Regions from separate parts of the Hordeum vulgare genome. Here region 2 is linked to region 1. A link is a contact called in public Hi-C data. All regions are on one chromosome and are shown on one strand. The core of a region is the stretch at or near the end of the contact, and the rest is flanking DNA. Distances in the headings are between cores, read along the strand shown. Region 1 holds the start of LOC123425647 (remorin 4.1-like). Region 2 holds the start of LOC123429832 (protein REPRESSOR OF SILENCING 3-like).

Region 1 (6,265 bases), core at 1,907-4,406:
AAAGGCAGCGACATTTAATTACAAGACGGAGGCCCACTTCCTGGCCATGCCTACCAATAGAGTGTCCAGGTGCAAGGGATCCGTGGGATTCGTATCCTCCCTCTTTGAACAAGCGCACGGAATTATTCAGGTATTGTCTGAGCCAGCATTGGCGCTTGGCCGTTTTGTTGTCCACGTTGGTTGTATGCAATGCAACAACAACAAAGATGCATACCTGTGCTGCATTCACATGCATAGGCACGCTGTTCCTATCAACGTAAATCTTGATAATTCTTTGATTCGCAGAGATTTTGGTAATTGAAATTTCCGTGGAATCAGTATAAAATAAGTACACCTTCTGTAAATAAATACAAAAACGTTTATATTATATTATTTTAATGATTTAAATGCTTTTGTATTTTTTTATGAAGGAAGTATATGTGAAAGTGGCGACTACCATTAACCATCCCCCACCCTTAAGGCTAGTCATAGTGGAAAGTATCATATAGCAGTATCATGCATATGATACTATTGTATGATACTATCTTTATAATGCATGGTATCATAAACTAGTATCATAGATGACCTCATTTATTGACATGCATGACACATAGTAGCATAACATTTAACATGTTATGGTATCTATCTATGTTACTCTAACCCACTTTTTTTTTTTAATAATTTGCCACATCAGTATGTTTGCTAGTTTCAAGTATATGTTACCACCTAAGTTACTTCTATTATGGCCAGCCTAAAAAGTCATTGTAAATATGGATTCCTTTGTTATAACAGATACTCCCTTCGTCCGGCAATAGAAGGGCGTTGTAGTATAAAATAGTTCTTACAATATGGGATGTAGGGAGTACTTCTGAATGCAGTACACAAGAATGGTCCATTCCACTCCCACGTCAATATGAAGAGCACAAGTCACTCTCAGTTGAGGATACGTAACTGCTATGTTAGTCGAGCTTGAGTTAAGGCTGTGCTAATTTGGAACAACATCAAACTACACGGACCTACGCATAAAAATAGCTTCCAATCTACAATTGAGGCCCTGTTTGGATTATCGTTTTCATTCCAAATACATGTGTAAAAAAATACATGTCTCTGTCCGTCGTTTTCATTTTCGTCTGGAAACAGCTCTTGATGTAAGTTACATGTGTAAATAAAATACACTCGTATTGATTTACACCGCATCCAGCACGGCCTGAGTGAGCAGGACTAGCCTCATCTCAGTCAGGACTGTAATCCCCGTATCGCCGGAGAACTGAGCAATCTCATCAATCAAAACTGTTCATAGTGAAGCCGGTAGGTGGCTTGCGTGTCATCATCAAGGCAGAAAGCTCATAGAGTTTTTAGTAGTACTTCAGTTCCAAATTACTGATTGTTTGACTACCTTGAGTAGATCTTCAGAAGTCAAAACAAAAGCAACTCTTCGTCAGTACACTGGGCCTCCAAGGTTTTTCATGTCAAAGTGTTGTTAGTTGAGCATTGAAGAAACCATAAAAGAAGCAGGATAATGCGTTTGGGGACAGAGAAAGAACTGGAATAAATGACACGGATGAATAATAATACAGTAGAAATCAAGAAACTGGTGATTCAGAAGGCTTGCAGACGTGCACAGAAACAGTAATTTACTGCATATCTTGTTCATATTGACACACACACACACACACACACAATACCGTCGATTGGAAGGAGAAACAGAAACAAAATACAGGCAGCTCTCGCACTTGGACTCGGCAGGCAGAGCACACCCTTGCATTCTTATGCTATGTACTCCATGTCAAACACGAGAAATGAAGAAGAAAGAAAGAGGGAAGGGAACGATGACACACCATACATGTGGATACAACACTAAAACGAGAGTTCCACACAGCAGAGCAGCGAGCACAGGAGGAGTCCTGCGGAGCGAAGCGGTGAAGGATCCGGCGACGGCGAGTAAGAGGCGAAATAATGGCGGCAGGGCATGGCAGCTCAGAAGAAGGAGCGCTTGGTGGGCGCCCTCCCGACGGCCCTCATGAAGTTGGCGAGCTCCAGCACGCGCGCCACCTTGGTGCCCCTCTTGGCCTCCGCCGACGCGCGCTTGTCCTCCGCCTTCCGCCGGGCCCTGGCCACCTCGTTCTGCGCCTTCTCCATCGCCTTGGCCCGCTTCTCCTCCAGCTTCCTCTGCACGCAGGCATCACACGGTCGTCAGAGCTCATTCATTTCAGAGCATGGCGATGGTGTGGTGTGGATTGATCGTTGATGGAGAAGATTATCGGAGATGTGCGTACCTCGTACTTGTTGAGCCATGCGCTGGCCTTCTCCACCTGGTCGCCCTCCCACCCGTTGATGACCACCTCCTCGCGCTTGAAGCGGTTGTTGACCTTGGCGACCTCGGCGATCTGCCACGCGGCGATCTTGGTCTCCACCTCGTCCTTCTTCACCTGCCCCACTGACACCTCGTCGCCCTGTCCCTGGCCGGCACTCGGCACCACCACCTCGCCGCCGGTCACCGGGCGCGGCGTCATCCCCCGGCGCGGCGACGGGATGGGGTTGCTGTCCGGCACGATGGCGAGCGGGTTCGTCTCCTCCAGCTCCTCCTCGCCGATCCTCCCCAGTGCGTCCTCGTTCGCCACGCTCTCCCCGTGGCCTGCTGCCGCGGAGGACGAGGCGTTAGCGCTGGCTGCTGCGGCGACCATGGCCGAGAACTCCCTGCTCATAGTAGGGAAGAGCTCGCTGGGGGCGGTGTCGCTCCCGACGGAGCGGATCGACGTGTGTCTGCTCCCCCCTGCTCCCGCCGCTGACCCCCACGAGTCCCTGCTGCCCGGCCGGCTCCGGCGGTACAGGCTCAGCGCGCGCGGCGGGCTCAGCGCGTGGATGTCCCTGAACTCTGGCTCCTCCTCCTCTCCCTCCTCGATCGGCCGACGCTGGTGCTGCTGCTCGACGCCGCGGATGATGCTGCTGCTGCTGCTGCCACTAACCGCCGTTTGTCCACTCAACATGTGGCACCTCACCTCCGGCCTACCTGATCGTACCAACCTCCGCCGCTAATGCGCTAAGCCACTACTGGCGCACAAGAAACCATCTGCGATTAATTTGAGTTGAGTTGGAGCTCAGCTGAAGCTGGAGGCGCGATGGAGCTGAGCGGTGCCGGTGCGGTCTGTGGTGCCGGTGCGGTGGTGAGTAGGATGGTGGCGCAAGGAGCCTTCTTAAATAGAGGCCAGGTTGTGGCAGTGGAGGCGCCCACCAATGGAGGGCGAGGATTAGAGAGTGAGAGGAAAGAAATGGGGATATTTTCCTATTTCTGTTTCTATATATTTCCTGCTCCTTTTGGTGCTGCTTCGTCGCGCTTTCTTATTCCGGAGATTATGTTTGTTTTCTGGGAGCGCATGCAAGGGTCGCGTGGGCAAAGTGCGCTGACTCACACCTATCATATTTCGGTTCCACCATGCATCATGGTCTTCGCCTCCCTTAATAACAACACATATGCTTTTTTTTTTCTACCAGATGATTTTTATTGTTGCTACCTCTTTGCACTCTCGAGCAGGAGAGAGCCACACACCCCGAACCCCTCTAGGGCTTCCTCCCGCCTCCCACCCGTCGCCGTCAGCCTTCTCCTCGCCGCGGTCATCGACCGCCAGTCGCGCCTTTTTGATCCCCGCCCCGAGCCCCCCAACCTCCTCCCGTTCCCGCCCTAGCGTCGCCTCCCTGGGAGGCGATCGGGGCGATGCACTTCACCCTCCTCGTCGCCCCTCCTCCCTCCTTTCGCAGTCGTCGTCGGAAGGCGCCCCCGGCCCTGGGTCGGGTGGGATCGACGACGATGGGACCTCCCGTCCCCCTGCACACGTCTTCCCTTCCCGGGGCAGGGCGGCGTTGGTGTTCCTCGGCTTGGCGGCGGCGCGGCGGACCCACGACGGTGGTCGGCGGCGCGCGAGGTGGTGGCGTGGACCCTTGGCGGTGTGACGACGTGGTGGTGCAGGGTGGCCGACGACGCGCCCCCGGTCCAGATTTGGCCCGGTGGGCCCCATCTGGGTCCTGGCAGGCTGACCCCTGCGTGGCTTCGTTGTCTTCGTTGGAATTATGCCCTAGAGGCAAAAATAAATATAGTTATTATTATAATTCCTGTATCAAGATAATCGTTTATTATCCATGCTATAATTGTATTGAATGAAGACTCATTTACATGTGTGGATACATAGACAAAACACCGTCCCTAGCAAGCCTCTAGTTGGCTAGCCGGTTGATCAAAGATAGTCAGTCTTCTGATTATGAACAAGGTGTTGTTGCTTGATAACTGGATCACGTCATTAGGAGAATCACGTGATGGAATAGACCCAAACTAATAGACGTAGCATGTTGATCGTGTCATTTTGTTGCTACTGTTTTCTGCGTGTCAAGTATTTATTCCTATGACCATGAGATCATATAACTCACTGACACCGGAGGAATGCTTTGTGTGTATCAAACGTCGCAACGTAACTGGGTGACTATAAAGATGCTCTACAGGTATCTCCGAAGGTGTTAGTTGAGTTAGTATGGATCAAGACTGGGATTTGTCACTCCGTGTGACGGAGAGGTATCTCGGGGCCCACTCGGTAATACAACATCACACACAAGCCTTGCAAGCAATGTGACTTAGTGTAAGTTGCGGGATCTTGTATTACGGAACGAGTAAAGAGACTTGCCGGTAAACGAGATTGAAATAGGTATGCGGATACTGACGATCGAATCTCGGGCAAGTAACATACCGAAGGACAAAGGGAATGACATACGGGATTATATGAATCCTTGGCACTGAGGTTCAAACGATAAGATCTTCGTAGAATATGTAGGATCCAATATGGGCATCCAGGTCCCGCTATTGGATATTAACCGAGGAGTCTCTCGGGTCATGTCTACATAGTTCTCGAACCCGCAGGGTCTGCACACTTAAGGTTCGACGTTGTTTTATGTGTATTTGAGTTATATGGTTGGTTACCGAATGTTGTTCGGAGTCCCGGATGAGATCACGGACGTCACGAGGGTTTCCGGAATGGTCCGGAAACGAAGATTGATATATAGGATGACCTAATTTGATTACCGGAAGGTTTTCGGAGTTACCGGGAATGTACCGGGAATGACGAATGGGTTCCGGTAGTTCACCGGGGGGGGGGGGGGCAACCCACCCCGGGGAAGCCCATAGGCCTTGAGGTGTCACACCAGCCCTTAGTGGGCTGGTGGGACAGCCCAAAATGGCCCTATGCGCCTAGGGAAGAAAATCAAAGAGAAAAGAAAAAAAAAGGGGAGGTGGGAAGGGAAGGAAGGACTCCCACCCACCAAACCAAGTCCAACTCGGTTTGGGGGGGCGAGCCTTCCCCCTTGGACTCGGCCGACCCCCTTGGGGCTCCTTGAGCCCCAAGGCAAGGTCCCCTCCCTCCCACCTATATATACGGAGGTTTTAGGGCTGATTTGAGACGACTTCTCCACGGCAGCCCGACCACATACCTCCACGGTTTTTCCTTTAGATCGCGTTTCTGCGGAGCTCGGGCGGAGCCCTGCTGAGACAAGGTCATCACCAACCTCCGGAGCGCCGTCACGCTGCCGGAGAACTCTTCTACCTCTCCGTCTCTCTTGCTGGATCAAGAAGGCCGAGATCATCGTCGAGCTGTACGTGTGCTGAACGCGGAGGTGCCGTCCGTTCGGTACTAGATCGTGGGACTGATCACGGGATTGTTCGCGGGGCGGATCGAGGGGCGTGAGGACGTTCCACTACATCAACCGTGTTCACTAACGCTTCTGCTGTACGATCTACAAGGGTACGTAGATCACTCATCCCCTCTCGTAGATGGACATCACCATGATAGGTCTTCATGCGCGTAGGAAATTTTTTGTTTCCCATGCGACGTTCCCCAACAGTGGCATCATGAGCTAGGTTCATGCGTAGATGTCTTCTCGAGTAGAACACAAAAGTTTTTGTGGGCGGTGATGTGCGTTTTGCTGCCCTCCTTAGTCTTTTCTTGATTCCGCGGTATTGTTGAATTGAAGCGGCTTGGACCGACATTACTCGTACGCTTACGAGAGACTGGTTTCATCGCTACGAGTAACCCCGTTGCTCAAAGATGACTGGCAAGTGTCGGTTTCTCCAACTTTAGTTGAATCGGATTTGACCGAGGAGGTCCTTGGATGAGGTTAAATAGCAACTCATATATCTCCGTTGTGGTGTTTGCGTAAGTAAGATGCGATCCTACTAGATACCCATGGTCACCACGTAAAACATGCAACAACAAAATTAGAGGACGTCTAACTTGTTTTTGCAGGGTAT
Region 2 (6,265 bases), core at 1,194-3,693, 350 kb after region 1:
GTCGCCCCTCCCAGGAGAGGGAAACCCTCAAGGGGGCGCATCCCCTCCCTCCCCCTATATATAGTGGGCACTTTGGGCTGCTGGAGACATCAATCTCCACCTCCCTCGGCGCAACCCTGCCCCCCTTCTTCCTCCTCTCCCACGGTGCTTGGCGAAGCCCTGCCGGGAGACCTCGTCTCTCCATCGACACCACGTTGTCGTGCTGCCGGAGATGTTCCCCAACCTCTCCCTCCTCCTTGCTGGATCAAGGTGCGGGAGACGTCACCGGGCTGCACGTGTGTTGAACGCGGAGGTGTCGTGGTTCGGCACTAGATCGGAATCACACCGTGATCTGAATCGCCGCGAGTACGACTCCATCAACCGCGTTCTAGCAACGCTTCCGCTTAACGATCTTCAAAGGTATGAAGATGCACTCACCCCTCTCTCGTTGCTGGTCTCTTCATAGGAAGATCTGAATATGCGTAGGATTTTTTTTGAATTTATGCTACGTTACCCAACAGGCGCAACACCGCAGCAGGAGCAAGCCTACCTCGAGCACTGGAGGTCGGTGCACCTGCAGGCGGAGCGTGCCGAAGGCGTGCGGCTCATGGAGCTGGAGAAGAAGGAGGAGGAGGAGCGACGGAAGGCGGAGGAGGAGGAGCGTGCTCGTGCTGCTGCGCTCCCATCGCAACCATCACAACCCGCGTGGGCGGGGCAGACGACGGAGGCGCAGGCAGCTGCGCTCTGGAACTCGGCGTTCCCCTGGGCCGGCCCTACGCCAATGCTGGTCGACCTCACCGGCCCTGACGACGACGATGACGACGCCTAGGGCTGCATGGACGCAGTTTTAGTTTTTTTATATTTAATGTAATGCGGACGCGGCGCGTGGACTATCGAAGACCTTCGTGGTCGGTTTTTAATGTTTAATTATGCATCATGTTTTTTTTTGCCGGCAAAAAATGAGTTCGACCATCGTTGGATGCACGAGCCGACCCATTTACGGAAACGGACGTTCATGTCCGCGTGGCCGACCCAAACGAAAAAAAATGAACGAAATTGCTGTCTGTTTGGGTCGGTCTATTGGAGTTGCCCTTATTTATTTTGGAACGAAAAAAGTACATAGTTACTCACTTTATCAGAACGTACGCAAACTGAGTGTGCTGCAAAAATCATCCTGGCGGCTCCAAACCTGTCGGCAGACGCATCAGATTAGACCACTGCAAATACGGCCGGGGAGAAAACACACACGAATGAAAAAAGAAAGATCAATCACTAAAAACGTTTTCTCCCGATAGCAGCGGCAGCATTGTAGCACTAACTTTTGTCCTACGCCGTGATACGATAGACGCGGTAGCCCTGTAGATGCTACCCCAATCCCATATGATAAAGACAACAATAACGTGTCTGTACCCGACACGAGCCGCATCGTTCAGAGCATAAAGAGAAGATCATCTAAAGAGAGCAAGGAAACAACCGAGGCGAGGCCAGAAAAAGGCAACCCCGATAGCTGCTGCTCGGCGACCGGGCGCAACCCCGCCCCAGCGCCTGAAAAGAATCCCCGGACGGCGCGGCCTTTCCCGGCACGAAGCTTCATTCTCCGGCACGGTGCATGCGTTGCACCGGCCGCGGAACTGGAACCATCCAAAGCGAAACGAAAGCGACCCTGGAAGCTCAATCTCGCGAGCGTCGGGGTATGAGACGACACGGGCTGGCCTCGACGTGAACTCTCCTCCTGTGGTCGGTCCCCAACCTGCCGCTTTCGCCCGTCGCGTTGCGCCTGGCCGTTTGCACTTTGCTCTCGGACCGGGGCAAAATTGACGCATTTGAAAAAAAAAATCACGCACCTTATCTTTTTGTATGTCGTCCAATAATCAGACGTCACATTAGGTTTCGAACACCACACAACATAATATCGAACGTCATACAATGTAATCTTTCCTAATAATAAAACGCGGAGCGCTTCTGTCGTCCGTCGTCGGCACTTTTGCATAAAAGCCCTCCTCTTCCGGGTATTCAACCCGTGGTCCTTCTGTAATTGGGAGAAAACGATTCGTTTTAAAAAAAACCTCCCTGAGCAGCGTCACTCCGACGCATCTCGTCGGCTGCGCGGCAGAGTCCGCCCCTCCTCCTCCTCCTCCTACCCCCTACCCGGCTCCCCACTTCTCCTCCTCCCCTCGTCGCACGGATCCGTCGGCGGAGGGGTCACTGGCGCGCCGGCGGCTCGACTTCGAGGGGGATCTACTTTGAACGGGGTCAACGGCCCAGGAGTCACGCCGGACGAGGCGTGACGACGGGCGTTGCGTGCAGCGGGCGTAAGTGAGGCGAGGGACAACGACGCCTCAGATCCACAATCCAAAATCCTCCATATCACTCCAGATCGAGGCAGGTCAGCGAGCGTGCGGCAAGTGGCTCTCTCGCTCGATCCGATCGAGCGTGTCTGCACAAGGTGGCCACGGCGCATGGGCTGGATGCGGGGAACGACGGCAGCATCCGGATCCAGGTGAGTGGTGGTGGGACCGGCGTCTGGGTTCTTCGGAAGGGTTGGGGACGGGTGGATGGGATGGGATCCATTCTTCCGTTTCTCGCGCAGCAGCTTCGCCTACGTCGACTTCCAATGCCCCTCCCACAAGGCCCTGGCCAAGCTCTTCTCCACCGTAAGCATCCACCACCCCATCCAACCAACCATCTTTGTTAATAGTAGCAGATTGGGGCTTGTTGATTCTATCCGTTCGTCCAAATTAGCGCCTTTAGTGGAGATGAACGAGATTTTGGCCCTCCAATAGCTGTTTGTTGTCTGGTTTTGCGGCTGCACAGAGGATTTCTGATACGATGTTGATCTGCGTGTAGTACAATGGGTGCAAATGGAAAGGAGGGAAGCTTAAACTTGAGAAGGCCAAGGAGCACTACCTCGTCCGACTGAAGCGAGAATTGGAGCAGGAAGCCGCGGCGGCGGCGGCAGCTGCTCAAGAAATGCCTGCGAAAGATGATATGGACAAGCAGGAGGAGAAGGAGAAGCGGAAGCTGGAGAAGCATGCTCTGGAAACTTCAAAGGTTAACATCTACTTCCCGAGATTGAGGAAGGTGAGTTGTCTCTTTGTGTTGCATACTTCTTTGGTTTGACTATTTTAGTGAATCTTTCAAATCGTGCATTCTGTAGTTTCTTTAATTCGTGCAAGACTGCAAATAGTTATGACTATGCAAGTAGCAGTATGCCATTCCTCGTGATAATTAATAGCATGATCATGACACCGTACTTGCTTTTTTCATAAGGCTGACCTGATGCCTGAATCATGTTCATTTTAACGGAATATGAGCCAAACTAAGCTGGTGTAATTGCTAAGATCAGATTTTGAATAAGAAATAGCAATTCAGTATGAAGTCATCTTTAGATATTAGGTAAACATCTTGTTTTGTAACTGTGGTTATGACAAAAGAGAGTAGTGTATCATGCTGTATATTGATCAAAATAGCAGTTGTGCATTTCCTACTGAAATGATTATCTAATATGTCAATTATTACATTGACATGTGTTCTCCTAACCAAGGATCTGTTTTTACAGCTGAAACCTTTGCCCTTTAAAGGCAGTGGAAAGCACAAATACAGTTTCAGAAATATTGAAATCCCTTCCTACCCTCATTTCTGCGATTGTGAGGAGCACTGTGGACCTCCTGAGAAAGCCAATGAAGAATATGTTGTTGTTCTTAATCGTGTTGCGTTTCACAAGGAGCGCAACATCATGAATTATGTGATGAGTAAGCTCTTTGAGAAGGAAACTGAGCAAATCAATTCGTCGGAAGTGCAGAAAGGAGATGCTCAGACAGACCCCTCTGATGCTGAGGCAAAACCCTCTAATACTGAGACAGAACCCTCTGATTCCGACAATGATTTGCGAATTAAAGAAACAACAGAAAGTCCTAAAGAAGATTTGGATGATCTCCAAATGGAAGAAACAGATGATCCTTCCGAAGAAGAATTGGATGATGACCTTGTGATCAATATTGCTCCTCGTAAGGCCAATAACTCAGCTGTCCAGTTAAACAGGGCAAACCAAGCAGTGAATAAGGTATGCGTATTGCAGTTACTTGCCTGAATAATTTTCCTGTGATGCACTCATAGTGTTCTTCCTCAACTGTTGGTCGTAAGCCACTTCTCATAAAAGATACAAAAAGTAGTTTATAAAGGGACTCCACAATTTTCTGAATCATGCATGGCAATATCACATCTTTGTATGTCTATGTACCAATTCACTGATTGCAACGATCTTTCCTACAAAAATAAGGCCATTTTAAAAGCATTGTATTTCATTTTACAGATTGCATAGCTTCTTCATGATGATTTTAACATCTGTAATTTTATTCACATTCCACAGATGCAGAATAATCATTAGGCTTTTCATCCCGGGGGAATCAGGGAAGTGCTCCCTATGACGCTGCAAGTTGTTATCATTTCATTTACCCCTTTTGGAGAGAAAAAAAACAAGAGGCACCTTGACTAGGCTTCAAGGATTCCTACGATAGTGTAGTAATGAATCGTATGTATATTCCCTTGTGACATGCACAAATATTTGAGTAGCATGTAACTATTTGTACAACCCCTTGATGTGTGTGAAAAATGCGGTAGAATCTATCACAATGAGTTGATGGCTTGATTTCATCTCTTACAGAAGACAAAAGAAACATCCTGACTGTTTGAATGTTATATGCATTCTCTTAGGTACGGGTCGCTCGGCCGCCGTGAGGAGGAATGAGGAGACATGCCAGCAGACACGAGGACGTACAAGCAACGGCGAACGACAACTTCGGGTGGCGCCGCCCTGGGTTCATCTTCGACGACGTAATGAAGGGGTTGCGGCCACGCAGTAGGTACTTCTAGAAGGTAGTGATATGATGAACTCTGGGTACTCAAACTAATTTTGTGCTAACATTGTGATAGAGAGTTTGATTTTCTGATAAACAGAGATATGATTTCAATTCGAACACAGTTTTACATTTGTGCTTTTAAAAAACTGATGAAACTGTAAGATGGTTTTACTATTATACCGAGCAAAAATTGTTATTTTACCGAAATAGACTTTTTACATGGAAAATGATTTGTTTAAATAGACATGTGATCAGAATATGCTTTGTTTATGTATATTCTGCAACTCTGCATTTAGATTTAGGGTTACTTGGTTAATATTTTTGAAAGAAAAATGTCACTTTAAGAGTATATTATCCAGAACTTCATATCAGCGTGTTGTCGTGTAGGCGGGAAGGCATGAATTCAACAGCGAAAACTTCTATCAGGATGGGGTCCCTCTAGGCGGGAAGGCATGGACCCAACAGCAAGGACATCGATTATGATGGATTGAACCAGACTGCTCGATTACTGAATGACATAATATGGTTATGATGTGGGTTCATGGAGGTACTCTAGCCCCAACAAAACTATGACTCATCCAAGCTTTTCGCTCAGGTTCACTATTCTTCAATCGTAGTGCTGCATATTCCTATTTGAATGATACGTGGTGCATAGAATTAATGATTCAGAAAAAATACTTTTTCTTTGTTACGAACACGTCTGCAACTCTTCGAGATAGAAGATTATCACTAAAAGAGAACAACTATTAGTCTTGGTAGATGAAGTCAGATTGTGTACTGACATTGTGGTAATCTCTGTATCCTATTTCTTCCTGTTATTTGTGTTATTTTCCTTACACAAAATGGTCATGTTTATCTAAAATTTCTTTTATCAATTGCCTCCAAATTAAAAAATCAGGGTAATATATAGAATGTGTATGTTCCATTACCCACAACTGTACTGTTATCTTCTATTGAATAATTGGATTAATAAACTTTCCATAATCTTTTGTTGTAGTTTCTAGAAAAGCAAAGTTTTACCTGCTTATAATGTGTCCCCTTCTCCCGGTAGAGTTAACTACACATGGAGGTTTGAGGAAGAGCTCGTTGGACGAATTTTTCGTCCGGTGCAACGCACGGGCATTTATACTAATGTGATACCTAAGACAAAGACAACACAAAAAAGATCAGATGGATTTATTTTTTCGTGAAGAGTCTATTTTGTGAATTAGTTTCGTTGTTGGGTTAAATTTTTCTATTTTGTCGTGGGACCGGGCCATTTCTTCTGTTTAAATTACGGTGCCACACCCGGACGTAGAGGCGATCGCATCAACGCGCGATGAGACCGATGATGGACGGATGGCAACTTATGTTAACGTCAGTCACCGCGAAAAAACAACTGCTCCGTATGGGACGTCAGGTTGGAGCATACAGAAATCCTTGCCGAG

The links. A called contact is a pair of places that touch in the nucleus more often than the background predicts.
Region 2: a Hi-C map of leaf shows a contact between it and region 1, with 8 times the contacts expected there. The contact joins the promoter of LOC123429832 here to the promoter of LOC123425647 in region 1. A contact is called at or near these places in 3 of 6 Hi-C or Micro-C datasets (all in leaf) and 1 of 1 datasets of contacts at active chromatin or transcription factors (embryo).

What each region holds. Positions count from the first base shown.
Region 1 is chr2H:156,854,493-156,860,757 of MorexV3_pseudomolecules_assembly, forward strand. It overlaps LOC123425647 (remorin 4.1-like), which reads right to left and starts at 3,157. Exons shown (of 2, transcript XM_045109345.1): 1 at 2,256-3,157; 2 at 1,597-2,148. The coding sequence starts at 2,966. The coding sequence ends at 1,957.
Region 2 is chr2H:157,204,933-157,211,197 of MorexV3_pseudomolecules_assembly, forward strand. LOC123429832 (protein REPRESSOR OF SILENCING 3-like) reads left to right here and starts at 2,444. Exons shown (of 3, transcript XM_045113814.1): 1 at 2,444-2,633; 2 at 2,827-3,060; 3 at 3,539-4,075. The coding sequence starts at 2,535. The coding sequence ends at 4,069.